Linked DNA regions of Mus musculus: all the other regions are linked to region 3. A link is a contact called in public promoter capture Hi-C data. All regions are on one chromosome and are shown on one strand. Each heading gives the region's core, a stretch centred on a gene start, on an enhancer-like site or on the middle of the called end of the contact. The rest is flanking DNA. Distances are from core to core; before and after follow the strand shown.

What was found. Promoter capture Hi-C pulls out the DNA fragments that hold promoters and counts their contacts.
Region 1: a contact with region 3 is called in a promoter capture Hi-C map of liver, with 5 times the contacts expected there. The contact joins the promoter of B930059L03Rik here to the promoter of Exoc3l4 in region 3. A contact is called at or near these places in 1 of 39 promoter capture datasets (liver) and 1 of 9 other capture datasets (liver).
Region 2: a promoter capture Hi-C map of liver shows a contact between it and region 3, with 4 times the contacts expected there. The contact joins the promoter of 5033406O09Rik here to the promoter of Exoc3l4 in region 3. A contact is called at or near these places in 1 of 39 promoter capture datasets (liver) and 1 of 484 Hi-C or Micro-C datasets (the HL-1 cell line).

The regions. Positions count from the first base shown.
Region 1 is chr12:110,589,915-110,593,161 of GRCm38.p6, forward strand. B930059L03Rik (RIKEN cDNA B930059L03 gene) reads left to right here and starts at 1,460. Exons shown (of 1, transcript NR_033340.1): 1 at 1,460-2,765.
Region 2 is chr12:111,942,875-111,945,957 of GRCm38.p6, forward strand. It overlaps 5033406O09Rik (RIKEN cDNA 5033406O09 gene), which reads right to left and starts at 1,608. Exons shown (of 3, transcript NR_029464.2): 1 at 1,283-1,608; 2 at 1,011-1,192; 3 at 1-337.
Region 3 is chr12:111,415,377-111,418,866 of GRCm38.p6, forward strand. It overlaps Exoc3l4 (exocyst complex component 3-like 4), which reads left to right and starts at 2,054. Exons shown (of 14, transcript NM_001289487.1): 1 at 2,054-2,378; 2 at 3,384-3,488.

The DNA.
Region 1 (3,247 bases), core at 210-2,709, 830 kb before region 3:
GTAGACACCCATAACAGAAATTCTACCTCCACCTACATGCCAAAAGAGACATAGGCATGCCGTGTAGGTGTGAGGAATATTCCCGAGGAGGATGCAAAGCCAGCAGAGGCAGGTAAGCAGGGGCTCCCACTGGCAGTGTCGCCATCCTATGCAGATCTCAGGGCCACAAGTCAATGCTTCTGGAAGGACAGGAAAGTAACCCCAGTAGCAGGTGAGGAAGGGTGGGTCACTTCAGTTTACTGTTGGTGGCTTGCAGATTTGTAGGACCCTTAAAAATGCAACTGAAAGTTTTAAAAGGTAAGTGTTGAAAACATTTTGAGACAGTCTTACCAAAAATCCTACTACCCAGCCCCCTGAATGCTGGCATTAGAAACACGTTCCACCCTGCAGGGTGTCATGTATTTTGACTCTGCAATTCTGCTTCAAAAATTTAGCCATCAGCAAAATTCACCTAGTCTGAGCAGTAAGGCCAGCTACTCCCGGCCGCACTGTTTTCCATGCTGAAAAACAGAAACCAGGAATTATCCTCACCTGCCTGAAGTGTTGCTAGATGCAAATGTGAGCAGAGAAGTGAGAAAACCCCAGCACACGCTCTCACTCCTTAAGATTTTATTTTTTTAAATGTGTTTGTTTCTGTATGTGGATTTGTACATATGAGTGCAAGTGCCCACGGAAGCAAGAGGGTGTTCGGTCCCCTGGGGCTAGGGTTATAAATAGTCTGTCCCTAACGTGGGACTCTAAACTCGGATTGTCCGGAAGAACTGTACATGGACCTAACTGCTGAGCGGTCTCCATAAAATATGGCCAAATTGAAACTAGAAAGGTTCTGGCACTCATTCCAAATTCGAATTCATCCTCACCCCAGGACTAACTTTTCCTGCCGGCCCAACACCTTCTTCTCAAACATTCCACACTGCAGCCAAGAGGGAGCTTGCAAAAACATCCCTCCAACCAGTCACCCCAGGATAGCCCGTGAGCCCTCTACAAGCAATGTCCCTATTACCCTACTTATCGCTGTACCTTCAGTCTGGCACCGTGTGGGACACTCAAAACTGCGTCTGATGGACGCAATGTACAGATAAATGTGGGATCAGCGAGAACAGCAAGATCCAAGTGGAGAGGCAATCAAATGTGGGTACGTGTGTGTAAGGTGGACGTGCTGACATACGCCTTCCATGCCAGCACTGGAAAGGTGGAGGCAGGAGCATCAGAGTTGGGACTCAGCACGGCTACCCGGCATCCAAACCAAAGAGCAAGCGGATGGCAGCAGGTACCCCGTAGGAATGAGACAAAGCGCATGCAGAAAACGGAGAAGAGTTCAAAGTCAACAGGATATCAGCTCAGCACAGCTGCACCAGAACACGGCAGCAGGACAAGGGCGGCCCCGGGAAGGTCTCTGCCATCTCGGCAGGGCGGAGATCTCCGCAAGGCGCAGCCTCCACGGCGCACGTGACTGGATGAGTCACCGCGCCAGGAAGCCGCACGAAACCTCGGTTCGGCAGCTCGAACGCAGGCTGACTTAGGACAAGGCAGCGACGTCTAGAGGAAGCCGCAGAGGGGGCCGCGTCCCTTGGCGGGAGGGGAGTGAGGGCCGCGGACGGCCCGGACCCAAGCTTAGACGCTTGGCCCACGGCACACAGGACAGGGAGACCGACTACCTTCACCTAAACGCTGGCGCAGGGAAATGACGCAGCGCATCGACCAATCGGGAAGTGTCTGACTCTGAATCTCGCGATATTCACGGGAGGAAAATGAGCCAATCGCAATGCCCCTTCTTCCAGGCCGCGGTGATTGGCTTGAGGACTCACATGATCGTTCGAGGCCACACGTGACCGCTCCCCTGGCGACACGTGATCGACCTGCCACTCTGCAGAAGTGGCTTCTGGACAGCGGCAAACAGGCGTCCGTGGAACTGAACGGCAGGTCCTGGGTTACAGCCCCGTCACTTTCCACTTGATAGGCGGGGTTGGTGACCAGGGTCCCATGTGACCCCCGTCATGGAACCCCGAGACGCGACCGTAGCGTGGATAGGACAGGGCCAACCTGTCCCCTGTAGCAGCTCTGAGAACTGAAGTAGGTGGGAGGCTGGGGATGCCGAGAGATTAACGAAAGAAACCAGTAAGCAGGGTCAGGAAACTCGTCCCACCTAAGTGGCGTGTACCGGACACGTGGTAACGTAAAGAGGTAGAGGTGCTTGCTATGTAAATAACTATGGAGGACCAGAACTCACATAGATGAGGACTTTGAGCACCCCGTCTTTCCCACTACCACTCACTGGGTGCCTCTTTCTTTCCTTCTTTCTCTAATTTACTCATAAGACAGGGTCTCGCCTTGGCTAGCCTTATTGTCTGTCTGTCTGTCTGTCTATAAAACAGAGTCTCTTCTTGGCTGACCTGGAACTCACTGTGTAGACCCTAAACTCAAGAGATGTCCCTGCCTCTGCCCTAAGAATAAAGGCGTGCACTTCCTGGCTTGACTTCTGTCTCCCTCTCTCCTTTCTTTGTAGTAAACTGCCTGTCTCCGACTCTGTCCCTGAGTCTTACTGTTCTAGGGCTCAAAAATCTGGAAATTTGTGCTGATTCCCTCCAGGGTCATAGCCATGCCTGTTCCAAGGAAGCCCTAGCGATGTCTGTTTCCCACTGCTTCCTGCCCAAGATACTGGTAACCCTGGAAGGTAGCCCTGGTGTGGGGGTGCTGTCAGAAGCATGGACACAATTCTCTCTCTCCATGATGTTAGAATTTCCTGAATAATAAATTGGCAGTCTGCATCCCTTGTATTGATGTAATTTGTTGAGTAGTTTTGTTCTCACTCTCTTAATAAATAATAACTCTTGGGTCACACATTACACCTCACAATGCAATGTAAATTACAGAATGGCTATTCAAGGTTAGAGTTCACAGAGGCCTTCCTGGAGGCAGAGGCAGATAGCTGCTACAACATTTGCTGGTTTGGTTTGCTTGGTTTTGTTCATTTGATTTTCCAAGATAGGGTTTCTGTGTAGCTTTGGCTGTCCTGGAATTCATTCTAGACCAGGCTAGCCTCAAATCCACAGAGACCTACCTGCCTCTGCCTCCCAAGTGTTGGGGTTAAGGGACTATACCACCACCATCTGGCACAAATACAGTATTTAGGGATTAAGGAGTCCAAGTGGATAGCTGTTGGGGGCATGGAGCTCAGAACCTGAGAGATCAGGGATCTAGGCCGCAGGTGTAGTGTTCAGGTGTAAGACAGGTATAGCTTCAAGTA
Region 2 (3,083 bases), core at 358-2,857, 530 kb after region 3:
TCTAGAACATTCTACAGAACCGCCTGAGCAGCCTCCCTCCAGTTTCTCAGGCCTTCTTCCTCCTCTGGTTCCTTCTGGTCGGGTGGAATGTCAGTCAACCAGCTGGAAGTGGGAGGGGGACTCAGAGGATTCTGGTCTGCCTTTCTGCTCAACCCTGACAAGCAGTGGTGCCCCAAGGCTACCCTGCAAGCAAGATGACCCGCTCTGGGACCACGAAGGAATCACACACGCGGGCTCTGTTCTGAGAAAGGGACAGGTTTAGATGAGAAACAAGAGCACTGCGCTGCTGCCTCTGGCATCTCGGAAAAACTCCAGGCTTCATGACAACAGCTTGTACCTAGAACCGAAAAAGAAGCCAGAAGCGTGCATGAGCAACAGGAATTCCAGTCAGTCTGAGCAGCTCTGGACTCCCCACCACAGGAGGCTGGGCCTGCACATTCCTGTAGCCATCTTCATCACTGCTGAGCCCCCTTCCCTCTGCTCTGGGCCGCATGGACCGTCCAGACTGGGCACCATGGCGATTCATGAGGATGGCCAGCCGTCTGTCCATCCCAGACTAAAGGCCCAAAACTGGCCCTGCAAGGCAGACCTGGGTTTTGAGAGCCTGAGCCCTCTGGCTGTGCCTCCTAAGCCCCTCTGTCCCTGTAGGGCCTGCCTTGTGGAAGCACAAAGAATTAGCTTTCGAAGCAGCAGGTCAGGAAAAGCAGGGTCTAACTGATATTCTAATTAGGGCGGCTTGAGCCTCCTCCACCCCATGACAGTGCGAGCTCGGCCTGCTGGGGACAGAGAGCGCAATGACAGCTCTGGTCTCCTCCTGCCTGATTTTGCTGGAGGCATCTTTCCTCCCTTCTGTTCATCAATTGTTTCTTTTTGGCCAGCATGGTGGGGGATGGGGCTCATGGACACTGTGGCTACGGTGGCACCTGTGTTCTCTCCCCAAGCCTAAGCCATATTGCCCTCCTGCTCCAACAGAGACCCAGCTTTCCTTCCTCTGGCCTTGGCCTGCCTACCTGGAAAGGCACTGGGTTGGCTTCCATTCAGGCTGATTCCTCATTAAACAGACACGCCCCTTGAAAGTTCCGTTTTCCTGGTCACTCATTAGGAAACCCAGTTCCTGGCCTACCTTCACGAGAGAATGGGGAGCCGAGCTGTGCAGACTGTGGAGGCCCCACTCTGCAGAAAGAAGGTCTCCCTAGGAGACAGCAACAGATGCCACAGACTGGCCCTGGCCATGCTCATCCCGCTTTCAGGGACCCACGAGTCCCTCCTCCCCCAGCCCTACCTAGATGAGGATACAGGAGAGCCAGGCTCAGTGATGACTCCGGGAGCAGAAGGAAGTCCTGAGTCACCCTGGCCGGGAGCAGGAAGTGGTTATCACCAGAACCAGCACTCCCAAAGCCCAGGAAGCCAGAGTGTGACGTCACAGCGGTGATGTCACCAGCCAGCAGGGATAGGAAGCATCTGCCAGGTCCCCAGCAGCCAGCCCTGTGCTTCTCCGTTCATCCTCTGTCCCTCTGTCCACCATGCGTGCTGCGGTCTACCCTGAGCACCGTGGCTGGCTGGGAATAGCTGAGTGAGGGCCTTGTCTAGTCTAGTAGGACACAGTGTGTGGTTCAGAGCTGGCAGGCGGGGCCTGGGCGGCTAGGGGGCGGGGCCGTGCCTGGGACCGCCCTCAGGAAAGGCCTCACTGAGCAGTTGGTGGTGTCTGCTTTGGGGCTTTGTGGGGTTCTGGGCCAGTTAAAACTTCCCTTCCTGGTGGAGGCAGTTTCACACAGCCTCCGTGTGGATGGACTCTGGCTATTTACAGGGCTGTAGGAAGAGGCTGAGTCACCAGGTAGCCTCCCTGGAGGCCCATGAGACTGGTCACCAAGGTCACAACCCTTGTGAGGCTGGTAGCCTGGAGCCTCTGGACCCTGACCCGAATGGGAGTTCAACTCTGCCCTGATAAGATATCATCTGCAGCCCGCTGGGCTTGGGGACTGTCACTTTATTGGTTTTGAAGTGCCTTGTTATTTTTTTGGTTATAGAGGTGATGTGGCCGAGTGATAAAGTCCTTTAGGCACCAGTGTGTGTGGGCGATGTTGTTGTTGGTGCCACCTCATGATGGGATGACTTGCCCAATCATAATTTACTAAAATCACAGCTCAACTAAGACCCTGGTAGAGAGAAATGCCATGAACCCCAGTCCTTCCCCACCTGAAGACCATCCACGACACACTTCTGGGGAGCCTCGCTCGGTGTGAACTGTAGGGTAGGTCTGGGTAAGAGCTGGACAAGAGAGCTGCTGACCCAGCCGGCCTGCCCTCCCCCCACCCCACCCCCAGCTGCTGTGACCACCCGGCATGCTGCTTATCTTGTTTCCCCAGATGCTTCCTGTGTGGGATGTAGGGGTGGGAGTGAGGGCCAGGCACTCTTCCAGGTCGCTCTGGAGACCTGATGTATCCCAAAGCTGAATGAACCCTGGGGGGAAGACTCCTGATGGCTTGCACGTGGGCCTTGAGGGAGAGACTGAGGGGGCACTCAGTCCCTGCATACCGTCCTTGGATGGGGTCCTCACCCACTGCGAGGCTGTAGGAGGCTGCCCCTGCCAGAAGTAAAGGCTAAGCCCGCTTCCCGTGCTGTCCTTGATATGCCCCAGCCATGGAAGCAGGTCAGGCCTCGGGGCAGCCCTCATACCAAGCTCCACTAAGTGGCACCCCTAGCTACTCCTCTTCAGCCCAGAGGGCATCCTCCTCTTCCTCCTCACTTCTCTGAACACAGAGGAGCATGCAGGCACAGAGCAGGGTGCAATAGCGACATGTCTGAGAACTCCACGGAAAGGTGCCCGCGGACACTGCCAGGCTTTCACCAGGTCCCCCTCCCTCATATCCCCTGGAACTTGTTTGCTCAACTCTGGTTCTCATCTGGGAACCTGGCTTCCCAAGGAACTTTGAGACCAGAGCCACCTCCATTGTATGTGTGATGGGGTTGGGCGGGAAGGGGGGGTGGGAAAGAATGCCTAACTAGTTACAAACCTTCCACATTCACAAAAGCTTACAGTTCATAATGGAATCTTTTCTGGCCCACAGCCCTGCAAAGCCCCA
Region 3 (3,490 bases), core at 804-3,303:
CAGAAGAGGATGCAGAGACACAGCACTGCGCTGTCACCTTCGCCAGCCTTAAGACCCTCTTCGTCTTTTACAGACCCAATTTATGCTAAATGGAGACTTATGTCTTTAGTGAAGAAAAGAATTTTAGGACTAGCCAGTCTGAAGTAGAGTTGGAGATTTTTATTAAAGATCTTTAATAAAACTTTAACATAGGATTACACGTGACGTTAGGGGAAAGAGTAAGACTTAATGGAGGACATGTTGGGAGAATAGCAGAAAGTAAGACATGCCCACGGGAGGAGTCAGCCGGCTCAGGGGGGCTCAGCAGGGGACTAAGCTGCCCTAACCTTAGCCATAGATCCCTGGTCTTGGTGACTCTCAAGTTGTATCTCTGAGGTTACCAAGAAAGCATTATTTTTCTCCATTTCCCATTCTTCTGATAAATGAGTGGTAGTGGTGATGGAGATGTCTTGTATGCAATAACAATTTGATGATCTTTCTCAAGGAGTTTAGTACATGTCTTCTCTATACGTGAGGGGTTTTGTGGAGGAAATTCCTAGAAAAATCAAAGATTTATAGCTGGCGGGGGAGAAAGGCCTTCTGCAGGCGTTGATCACACAGGATCCTTGCCTGCTGCTGAGGTACTGCAACTAGGGGGGCTCCTTTTATTCTCATGTTCCCACGCTTTGCCCACCCTTCTATCTATCTTGCCTCAGAGAGCTTACCTAGTGTGCTATCTTAGTTAGGGTTCTATCGCTGTGAGCAGATACCATGACCAAGGCAACTCTTATAAGGACAACATTTCATTGGGGCTGGCTTACAGGTTCAGAGATTCAGTCCATTATCATCAAGATAGGAACATGGCAGCATCCAGGCAGGCATGGTGCAGGAGGAGCTGAGAGTTCTACATCTTCATCTGAAGGCTGCTAGCAGAACACTGACTTCCAGGCAGCTAGGATGATGGTCTTAAAGTCCACACCCACAGTGACACACCTACTCCAACAGGGCCACACTTCCAAATAGTCCCACTCCCTGGATGGAGCACATACAAACCACCACACTCCACATGCTATAAAGAAGAGAAAACTGGACAGACACATACAGAGGAAAGAACACATAAAGAGAGAGAGCACCAGGCACGATGGCACATGCCTTTAATCCAATTTCTGTGCTTACAGAGCCAGCCTGGTCTACATAGTGAGCCACAGGACATAGAAGAATACATAGTGGGACCCTGTCTCCAGAAGAAGTAGAAGAGGGGGAGGAGGAGGAAGACGAAGGAAAGGAGGAGGAAGAGGAAAAAAGAGGTAGCCTCAGAAGAGTCAAGACCTTAGCCCTCAGGTCCCCCAAACCGGGAGAGTATAGCCTGTGTGGCGCTGTGTTCTCACAGCCCAGTACTGAGTACTCAGTACTGAGTACTGTAACCAGAGCATCCATACTGTACCCAGGTACAGAGCAGGTCAGTCATGAATGTGTCCTTGGATTTCCTCCAAGTTTTTTTTCTTAAGACGCTGACTGTGGAATCCCCCTGAAATCAGGGGACGTGCCTCTTCTGAAATCTCCATGGCCCTCTCCGAGAAAAGCTTCCTGTCTGAGTCTTTGTGAAAGCAGAAGGCCTGAGTTCCGAAGCCATTCACAACAGCCCCTCCTCCACGCTGTTCATGCTGCGCTGCTTCTGCCTAGAAGGCTGCCTGTCATTCCTGAGTGTGAGCCCCTGCGGTCCCTCGGTCCTCTCCCACCAGCACTCCGGAGCAGTGTATGGCTCACACCTGGTGCCCCAGGCATTACAGAAAACTTCCCTAACAGGTCTCTGCTCTCTGCTTCTCAGCTCGGGCAAGCATAGGGGGCACTGGAGTGAACGTCCTAGACTGGCCTGGAGCTGCAGCCCTTGGCTGGAGAGAGGAGACTTTCTGGGCTTGAGCACTAGGGGGTAAAAACCTCCCATTTATCTTACCTCTGGCAGTGGTCAGGATCTGACAATCCTCGGTGGTCCCCAGCCCCCGCTGCTGCATCCTCCTCCCCTAGCCCCACCTCCCTAACCTCTCCTCCACTAATCTCCACCTCCCCAGCTTCCCTTAGGGCCCTCCCTAGCCTCCCCTCCCCAGTCTCTCCCTGTCAAGCTCCGATCAGGCTCAGGCAAGCTCCGGGACTGTGGCTGATCAAAGGTTAGAGTGGTTGTCTCTGGAATGAAAGGGGTGGAACTTTTCTGAAAGCGAAAGTATGGGGTCCGAGTAGAGAGTGGGTCAGGGCGGTCCTGTGGCTGGGAAGTCCCAGCTGTTGGTCCACCAGTTGGGCTGTGCTGGCAGCCATCTCTCTCCTGGACCTGGTCTCAGGATCCTGCTTGGCTGGCTTGCTTAGGACCTCTGCTGCCTGGGTGCAGTTGTCTGCGTGCCTATCAGGTAAGACCCAGCCAGGTGGGGCAGGAGGATGTGAGGGTGTTTGGGGCCGTGGGTGGGGACCCAAGAGGCTGAGACTACTCTGGCTGTGTTAGTTGGCTTTGTTGTCAAGGGTCTGGGCTCCAAGCCCAGGACGGCTGAACTAGAATACCAACTCAGCCACAGGAGATATACGCACATCCGAACACATAAACAGCCACACACACTTGCAGAGAGCAGAGACATCCATGAGGCCTACAGACACAGACACGGAAGACGCACACACATATTACAAGACAATCACACACACGGCGAGGCACTGGAGCTAGCTAGCACGAAGATCTGAAAGAGGTACCACAGGTTCACAATCATGGCAGGGCCACACCATTCCTTGGGTACCTGACATTTATTTATTGGCCCCATCATGGGTCTGAGCCAGGCTCATTCCTTGCTCCCTGGAGGCTCCTGGCCAAGTGGCAGAAAGATCTCAGATCATATAACTACTATCTAGGGCTGGAGCTAGACCCAGAAAAGGGTGAGCTTCTCAGAGGAAGAGCCCCAAGGAAGCTCTCAGCAGCTGGAAGATGAGGGGCAACTCCCAGAAAGGCTTGGACAGGGAATGAGTCCTGGGACGCAGAGGGGCAACAGAGAAAAGCAAGACAAACCCGAGGAAAAGCCTTGTGTGCCTACTTAAGAAGTCTGTCCTTCAGTGAAAGTCTGTCCTTCAGTGGGGGGTGGCTACCAGGGATGTTTTTATTTTGGCAACTGTGAAGGGAGCCTGTGTCTTTTTTAAAATAGGCCTGGCTGGCACATAGAACAGCTACTGATCGTGTTTGCAAAATCAACACATGGAATTTACTAAACTCTTGTTATTCCCATAATAACCGCGCTTAGGATTTTTCGGAACTGCTTGCTTCTGACATTTGCAGCTCTTACTGATTTTCCTAGCTTGTTGATTTCACTAGATCTCGAAGGCGAGCACTGAGGCGGATTGAAACCATATTTTCTTGCCCTGTTCCATATTTTCAGGAAAGGACTCAGCTTGCAGGGAAGGTTTCAAGGCACGGACGCCACAACCTGCTGGCAGTGGTTGCCCCTGGGGCTTTGAAGGACAGGGGATAGCCTGGTCCTACGGT